2 separate regions of the Bombyx mori genome follow, and region 1 is linked to region 2. Evidence: chromatin contacts called from public Hi-C data. All regions are on one chromosome and are shown on one strand. The core of a region is the stretch at or near the end of the contact, and the rest is flanking DNA. Distances in the headings are between cores, read along the strand shown. Region 1 overlaps LOC101745162 (potassium/sodium hyperpolarization-activated cyclic nucleotide-gated channel 2). Region 2 holds the start of LOC101745308 (dynein intermediate chain 2, ciliary).

Region 1 (3,979 bases), core at 1,248-3,747, 150 kb before region 2:
GTAATAAGACTGATTACGCGGACTTACATCGCAGAAATTTATTTTTTGTCGTCCATTTATTAGACTATAATGTTTTATGTGAAAATGTTAGCATGAAACTAGTTGATAGAGACGTATCCTTAACATTCAACGCCTTTTGAACAGTAAAAATAGCAATAACGGCTATGAAATTCTATCGAAGATTTTTTAAAACTTCTATTTGAAGGCTCCGTATGAAACACGCGTACGTAAAAATAGATTTTTTTCCAAGAATCTAAGTGGAAAAGTCTAGAAAGTGGGGTCGGTGTACGTGAGCTGGATCCGAATGCCCCCTTAGCCTCTTTCTACGTTTACAAGCTCCCTAGAGGGAGGAGCCCAGTTATATTGAGGAAAATATTTTAAGATTCAGAGGAAATAACTGGAAGCGTTTTTATTTAGAGGAAAAAAAAATGTTATTTTTTTATTTATTACTTTTTTAAGAAATGCTTTAATTGGTAGTGCATCTTACAGTTTAATCTCGTATTCGTTATTTTTATTTTACTCTTTCGAAAACCTTAACCCTTTGACTGTCATGTAAGTTACCGGAGCCCTACACGTATTGAAGTAATTATGGCGATTTCTGTTACTGGATTGCCTAACTTAGCCTTCTTTTGTTTGTTAATGTTTTAGTCTTCTAGATCTCTTAGAAATAGATTTATTCTCGGTATCTTCGGATTCATCTTTTCCCAGAGACTGCGATATATTCCGGCGCCTTAGTAAGAATATCGGAACGAGTGAAATGCACATAATTAATTCAGTACGTCACGTAGAGCACCGGTGACCTACAGTAAACGTATTACAGTTTTCGTGGTCACAAATCTTAACAGATAACTTAGTCTGATAATACTTTGAAATTGTAAGTCAGTTGCCTCATGTAACAGAGCGGGACATCACTAGAGAGGAAGCCAAGCTATTTGGCTGATTCAGTTCTCAATTTAAAGTATATTAAAAATAAAAATTTGACAAATTTAAATAACGTCAGATATTATACCCGGAAAGTAGTGTTAATCTGACTACGAACTGAGTTTTACATTTAAAATTTTATATTACATTTTAAATAGAATTATGAAATAAATAAATAGACAAAAATATTTTAAAGAAGTTCCTTTTAATACTGCTCAACCTAAATTGACAGGGTGAAAGCAGAGTTTATTTCTCTGAAACTTCAAATAATTAATAACAGTTTCATGAAAAAAACATCAAAACACGAAACAAATGTACCTAATTTTATTTCAATATTAAGTATGTGACTGCGAATTTCGAACACATGCGTCTTTATCGTCAGGAAAAACGATATAAAACATTTGCTCAATATGAAATCGGTCAAGGCTATGCGAAGAGCGAAGATTACATTTTTTGGCATCTGAAGCCCCCAACTAAGATTTTGTGCAGAGAATTATCGCTAAGCCTCAAGGATTATAAATAAATAAATCCAATTAATTGAATCTATCTCCCTTAATATTATTTTTGAATGATATCGACACTTCGGTTAAGTATCGAACATTTAAGGCTAATTGAATTGGTTACTTGCAAATAACAAAATATACCTGAATTTGGTTAAGTCCGCAATATGATTTCTGCTTCACTAATTTGATATTCCCTAATGACGCAGTGAAATTCTAGTTACAAATTAATATTCGTACTAAAATATTCGCACAACACATTAACTAATTACATTTGGTCTTTAATTTTCTCTATTTATACAATAGTGAAGCGAAGGCGCGTTTTTCCAGCTTTTACATTTAATCATAGCGAACATTCAATGATGTACTAACCAAAGCTATTACTAAACATCGACTATTAATGAACTACACACAATAAGCTTTAAAACTTTGACATCTGTGGGTTCACAACGCAAAATAAAACAACAATTGTGGGAATAAATTTTATTATAGCGGGCATTTGTTTGGACTCAACGATGCGGACAACACACAGGGCAGATCCAACGTGAAAAGAAATGAAGACTGGATATAAAAGCGGGGAGTGGAGGGCCAGGTGGCAAGCGATACACGGGAAAACAAACTTAACGAGATAGAGTGACATTGGAAATAGGATTCACCAGTCTCTTTACATTAGCTGTGGTATTTGTTCAACTTGTTTAGCGGGTTCCGAAAATAAGCCACTTTCACTTTTTTTGTGAGTCGGACTGTTTGAATTCTCGAAAAACTCTTTTAGATTAATTAATTAAAATTTTATTAGAATTATTCTGTAACGATAAAGGCCGGTGAAGAAAGACACGAAACACAAATGAAGATGTATGATGGGAGGACAGAAGCTTGCAAGACAGTGAAGAATGAAGAGAAGAGAAGGAACGTACAGATGGTTGGTCTGTTCGTGGTCATTGTTGTCGTGTGCAGGCTGCGAGCCGGACCGCCGCAGCCGCCAGATGGCGTGGCGTGCCGCCACCAGCCGCGCGAATCCGTGACGAGCCACTCTCGGGAGCGCTACACGCGCATTCTCTCACCGCGCGATCAACAAGTCTCGCGACACCCGACTAGACACGCAAAACACCCACACAGTGCCCGCTGACGACACTAGGACAGGATAAAAGCAGAAAAGGAGATAAGAGTCAAGGACGGCGTTCAACAAGTACGGAACCAGCCGGATATAATTCCCGTAAGCATAAGACTAGACTCCGTTACATTAAAATTGTACTTCTAACAATTAATAATTCAACAACAGTGTCTAAAAACTGTGACACTACGAGCAAAAGCTAGCCTAAAACGTATTATACTATCACAACCGAATATCACAATAAGCGGTGGCAAGCGAAGCTTCGTGGACGGCGGCGACTTACGTAACACCAATATTTCAACTAACGTGTAAAACGTGCAAAATTTATCGATCACAGAAATAAGCCTTAACACTACGAGTCCTAATTGTGCCCGTTGGGATATTATGTAACGGAGCCGACTTGTGCGGGAACTGTTTGAAGGGTTGTTTTGAGGGACATGCGCACGGGTCAAGGGTCGGGCGAGCACTGTCTGCCGGTAGCCGCGTCGCCCTCCCCGCTCCCCTCTGTAACTCCCACCGCTTACCACCCCACACCCGCCGCGCCGTGTACTCCAGACTCCAGTTTGACATTTAGCATTCATCCAGCACTGAGCTCGAATTATATGAATATGAGCATCTATGGATTGAATCATTGAAATTGGAATCGTGAAAGAAATTTTTGAAGCTTTTTTGCTCTACAAATAGTTTCAGGTTTGATTGTCAAACATGGGAAAGCTAATTGTTAGAGGAAAGATAAAAGCGATCTTGTCGAGGACTCTCGGAGCCAGTAATTTTTTTTTTATTGTTTAGATTGGTGGATGTGCTCACAATCCATCTGGTGTTAAGTGGTTATTGGAGCCCATTGACATCTACAACGTAAATGCGCCACCCACCTTGAGATATAAGTTCTAAGGTCTCAGTATAGTTAAAACGGCTGCCCCACCCTTCAAACCGAAACGCATTACTGCTTCACGGCAGAAATAGGCAGGGTGGTGGTACCTACCCGAGTGGACTCACAAGAGGTCCTACCACCAGTAATTACGCAAATTGTAATTTTTTCTCCTTCACCGTGGAAATCAATCGTGAACATTTGTTAAGTACGTATTTCATTAGAAAAATTGGTACTTTACCTATTCATGAGTATTTAATAAATAATTAAAACAAACACATCCTCAGTTGTTAAAAATAAGGAAATAATTGAAAGTATGCAAGACAAAATTTGTCATTCTTACAAATTGGTTTTATCGAAAATATACTTTTAGAATATCAACATACTTTGTTAATAGATTTTCTACATTAATGAAATAAAGGAAAAATCCATGAAATTTTTGTGGGCATATAAAACAGTACATCTATCATAAAAATACTATAAATAGAAGGCATATCACATTTTGTGGCGTATAAATGTGGAAACCCATAAATACTATAATCAGTTAACGCAATTTAAAACATATGAACATAATTCAAA
Region 2 (3,528 bases), core at 537-3,036:
ACGTACTCAACAAATGTTCACGATTGACTTCCACGGTGAAGGAATAACATCGTGCAATAAAAATCAAACCCGCAAAATTATAATTTGCGTAATTACTGGTGGTAGGACCTCTTGAGAGTCCGCACGGGTAGGTACCACCGCCCCGCCTATTTCTGCCGTGAAGCAGTAATGCGTTTCGGTTTGAAGGGTGGGGCAGCCGTTGTGACTATACTGAGACCTTAGAACTATATCTCAAGGTGTGTGGCGCATTTACGTTGTAGATGTCTATGGGCTCCAGTAACCACTTAACACCAGGTGGGCTGTGAGCTCGTCCACAAATCTAAGCAATAAAAAAAAAAAAAAAAAAAAAAAAAAAAAAAAAAAAAAAAAAAAAAAAAAAAATTTAAACGGGTTGCCTAAACGTGCGAGCTCGCACGATTAGGCAAATAGTGTTTCGGTCTGAAGAGTGGGGCAGTCTGTGTACATTAAAATTAGGAATATAACAACAGTTCACAATGCGGGCAGTGCTATCAAAGTCAGGCACAAATCAGATTATTAGCGATGCTGCTAAATGGTTACACAGCAACGGGTCATCCGTCTCTTTGTCTTCCGATCTGGGGGGAGTAAAACATAGTATCAGCTAGCACTGACCTGTGCGTCTTCTTGCAGACGATTCCGCGATGCGTTTCGACCTGTGTCGTCGCTGTCAATGCCACTGTCCTCGGGTTCCGTGAACAAGGGGAGCAACAGCCCATGATCTTCCTCTTCGGCCGCCAGCTTGACTCCTTTTTGTGTCTAGGGCACAAGCCTGAAAACGAAAATGAACACTTATATTTATTATATTAAAATTTGTGCGATAACCTACGAACGGTGGCCGGCAAGAAGTGAGGAGGAAAGCCGTAGACCGGGGTCAGTGGTGTTGATTGGGAGAGGCCTATGTCCAGCAGTGGACAACTGTGGACTGTTGATGATGATATTGTTCATAGTTATTTTATTAAACAATTAAGTCTCTCCGATCGCGTTAATTCGCACACGCAGTAGTTTTATCAAGTGATATCATGATATTTATATATAGCTTCTAGAGCTTCACTAGTTAAATAATGAATGTCACCTCCTAATCCATTCTTAACAATTGCCTAAAATCTGTTTTTTTTTCTTTATACAGTTGAAGAACGGGCGCATCACGATGCTCAGCAATGAGCAATTGATTGGAGGAGGAAACAGTTGAAAACCAAAATCGTACAAAGTGCCATCAATATAATGCCACATACGATAATACTGTATATGATATTATGCATATAATCAATCGAAATATACATACATACATATATGTAAAAAATATTTTTTCTCTCATAAGCTCACACCTTATTAGTCGAGTTTCGATCATCAGACGAACAATAATTAATTTTAAGGTTTTATTAATTTATAATACAAAATTGAAAGAAACACATTACCCAATTTATATAAGAATCAGGTGTCAATGAGTGCTTCTTTTAATAAATATACAAAAATGCTAATTAGTAAACACGTACTGTTACATTTTACAATTCTAAACTGTTAAAATTATCTCGCATCTCAGTCACCCTCATCAATAACCGATCTATACGGCCATATTAAAATAGACCTCAGTTTTTAGACAAAGGAAACCACTATGAAATTGAGTTTAAAGTATAGCTCTAAGACGCAAAACATAAAATAAAGTTGCATGACTCTTACCGAACAATATCAAATTGTATTTGTGTGGATAATTTAGTTATTAGGGACACATAAATCCTCCTTGCGGTGTTCCAGCCGAAAGTAGAAACCCAGACTGCGGGCGGACCCCTACCCCGTAACCATGGCAACGCAAATCTGCGCGCGCACCAGTCTATCAACGAAAACAAATCAAATATTATTTACGAATTCGTCGGAAGATGTTTTAAAAGCGTTTATTTATAAAACATATTTTTATTCACTTGAGTATTGTTCGATTTTAGTTTTTAGGTAGCCGAAATGGCTCCAAAGAAGGTACGTATCGCGCGTTTTTTTTTCTAATTTCTATTACAATTTTACTTAATATTCTTAAAGTTTAATATGTTTTTCTGATTACTATTTTTATTAGGAAAAAAACCTACTTCTAGGATCGGATTTATAGCATAGGAATTAAGATTAAGCAATTTAATTTTTTTTAAATTATATAACTACACACAGTATCGATCAAACACATGTTTTAAATAAAGATGAGCATTCTCGTTCTCATTGCTAACGTGTTTTTTATCACCTGCCCCTTAAATAACCAATGTAATTACTAAACATCTTAGGGCTTGAGGTGTAAGTCTCTAACTGTATTGGGATAACAAGTATCCCTTTCAAAGAAAAATAATGGATGGTGAAAAACAATCGGTATCAAAACACGTTACTATTTAAAATATAGAGATACAGATCGAGTTTATGAGAGACTTAGATCGTAAAATCTAGCTGGTCGATTACTACCAATGAATAATAAATAAGTAGTAATGTAAACGGTGCCAAGAGACTGTTTACGAAATATAAACGGGAATTTATTACCCTAAATAAACGAAATATGGTAGTAATACATTGTATGTAGGTAGTTTTCGTAATTATTGTGTTTTGTGAACTTGCATTAAAATGCAAATGGCGCTGGAAGCCACTCCCTGCGTTCCCTAGAGATGTATGTAGGTACATAGCATGTAGATTCTACACGTCAAATGATTTGAATCTAGTGTTCGCCTAGTGGTGGAAATTCGGTCATCATCACTGACATCTCAAGTTTATTAGATCAATTTTATTTTACATTTTCTCTTTCGTTTTTGAAATGCCTCGTAAAGGCAGAAAATAAATGTTTTTTTTTTAAATTATAATACCCTATTTATAATACCACTGCTACAGAGCTGAGTTGCTAAGAAAAAGTTACCTAACTGATTTTTCTTGATTTATTTATGATTCGCGCATTTTTTTTTATTATCTCCCGTGTGAAGTAATAAGCTAATTGGCATACCTATTTGGCAACATTTCGAAAACAACTTCTACAATTCATTTCGCGATCTACTGATTAATTATGTTTTGTTTCTAATAATTGGATACTGTTATCATATTAGAATATCTGGCCTTAAATACACAGAGACAAAAATGTTAGAATTTTATCATGTTATTTGTGTTGAACACGAGCCTAGAGACGTGCAGCAAATATTTACTATGCGCGTACAAAATGTACTTGGCGTGGGACGTCATCTGTTTTAATTAAAGTATGTTTTGTATAGGTATTTCTATTTGAATAAGTATACCAACTTATTTAGCTCTTAAAGCCATTTGCTAAGGCGAGTAGTTCACACGCCTTCCATTAAAGGACCTCTTGTGAATCCGCACTGGTAGATACCACCACCCCGCCTATTTCTGCCGTGGAGCAGTAATGCGTTTCTTTTTGAAGGGAGGGGCTGCCGTTGTAACTATATTGAGACCTTAGAAGAACAAGGTACATCTTGAAATCCGGTCGCGCTTCGCTGTGGCTGTGGTGTACTAATTATATGAAAAACATATATTACTTGAACT

The links. Hi-C and Micro-C count contacts between places; a contact is called where the count stands out from the background.
Region 1: a Hi-C map of midgut shows a contact between it and region 2, with 2.0 times the contacts expected there. The contact joins the enhancer-like site here to the promoter of LOC101745308 in region 2. A contact is called at or near these places in 4 of 7 Hi-C or Micro-C datasets (middle silk gland, midgut, posterior silk gland and 1 more).

The regions. Positions count from the first base shown.
Region 1 is chr19:5,446,514-5,450,492 of ASM3026992v2, reverse strand. All of the region lies in intron 2 of LOC101745162 (potassium/sodium hyperpolarization-activated cyclic nucleotide-gated channel 2), which reads right to left. Among protein-coding and RNA genes, the nearest start is that of LOC134200623, 20 kb to the left of the region's middle. Within about 2 kb of position 2,497, at least 8 of the 8 cell types and tissues checked have open chromatin away from gene starts, as enhancers often do.
Region 2 is chr19:5,301,121-5,304,648 of ASM3026992v2, reverse strand. LOC101745308 (dynein intermediate chain 2, ciliary) reads left to right here and starts at 1,786. Exons shown (of 17, transcript XM_012696522.4): 1 at 1,786-1,986. The coding sequence starts at 1,972. LOC105842595 (a long non-coding RNA gene) reads right to left here. Exons shown (of 5, transcript XR_009975674.1): 2 at 1,696-1,846; 3 at 631-787.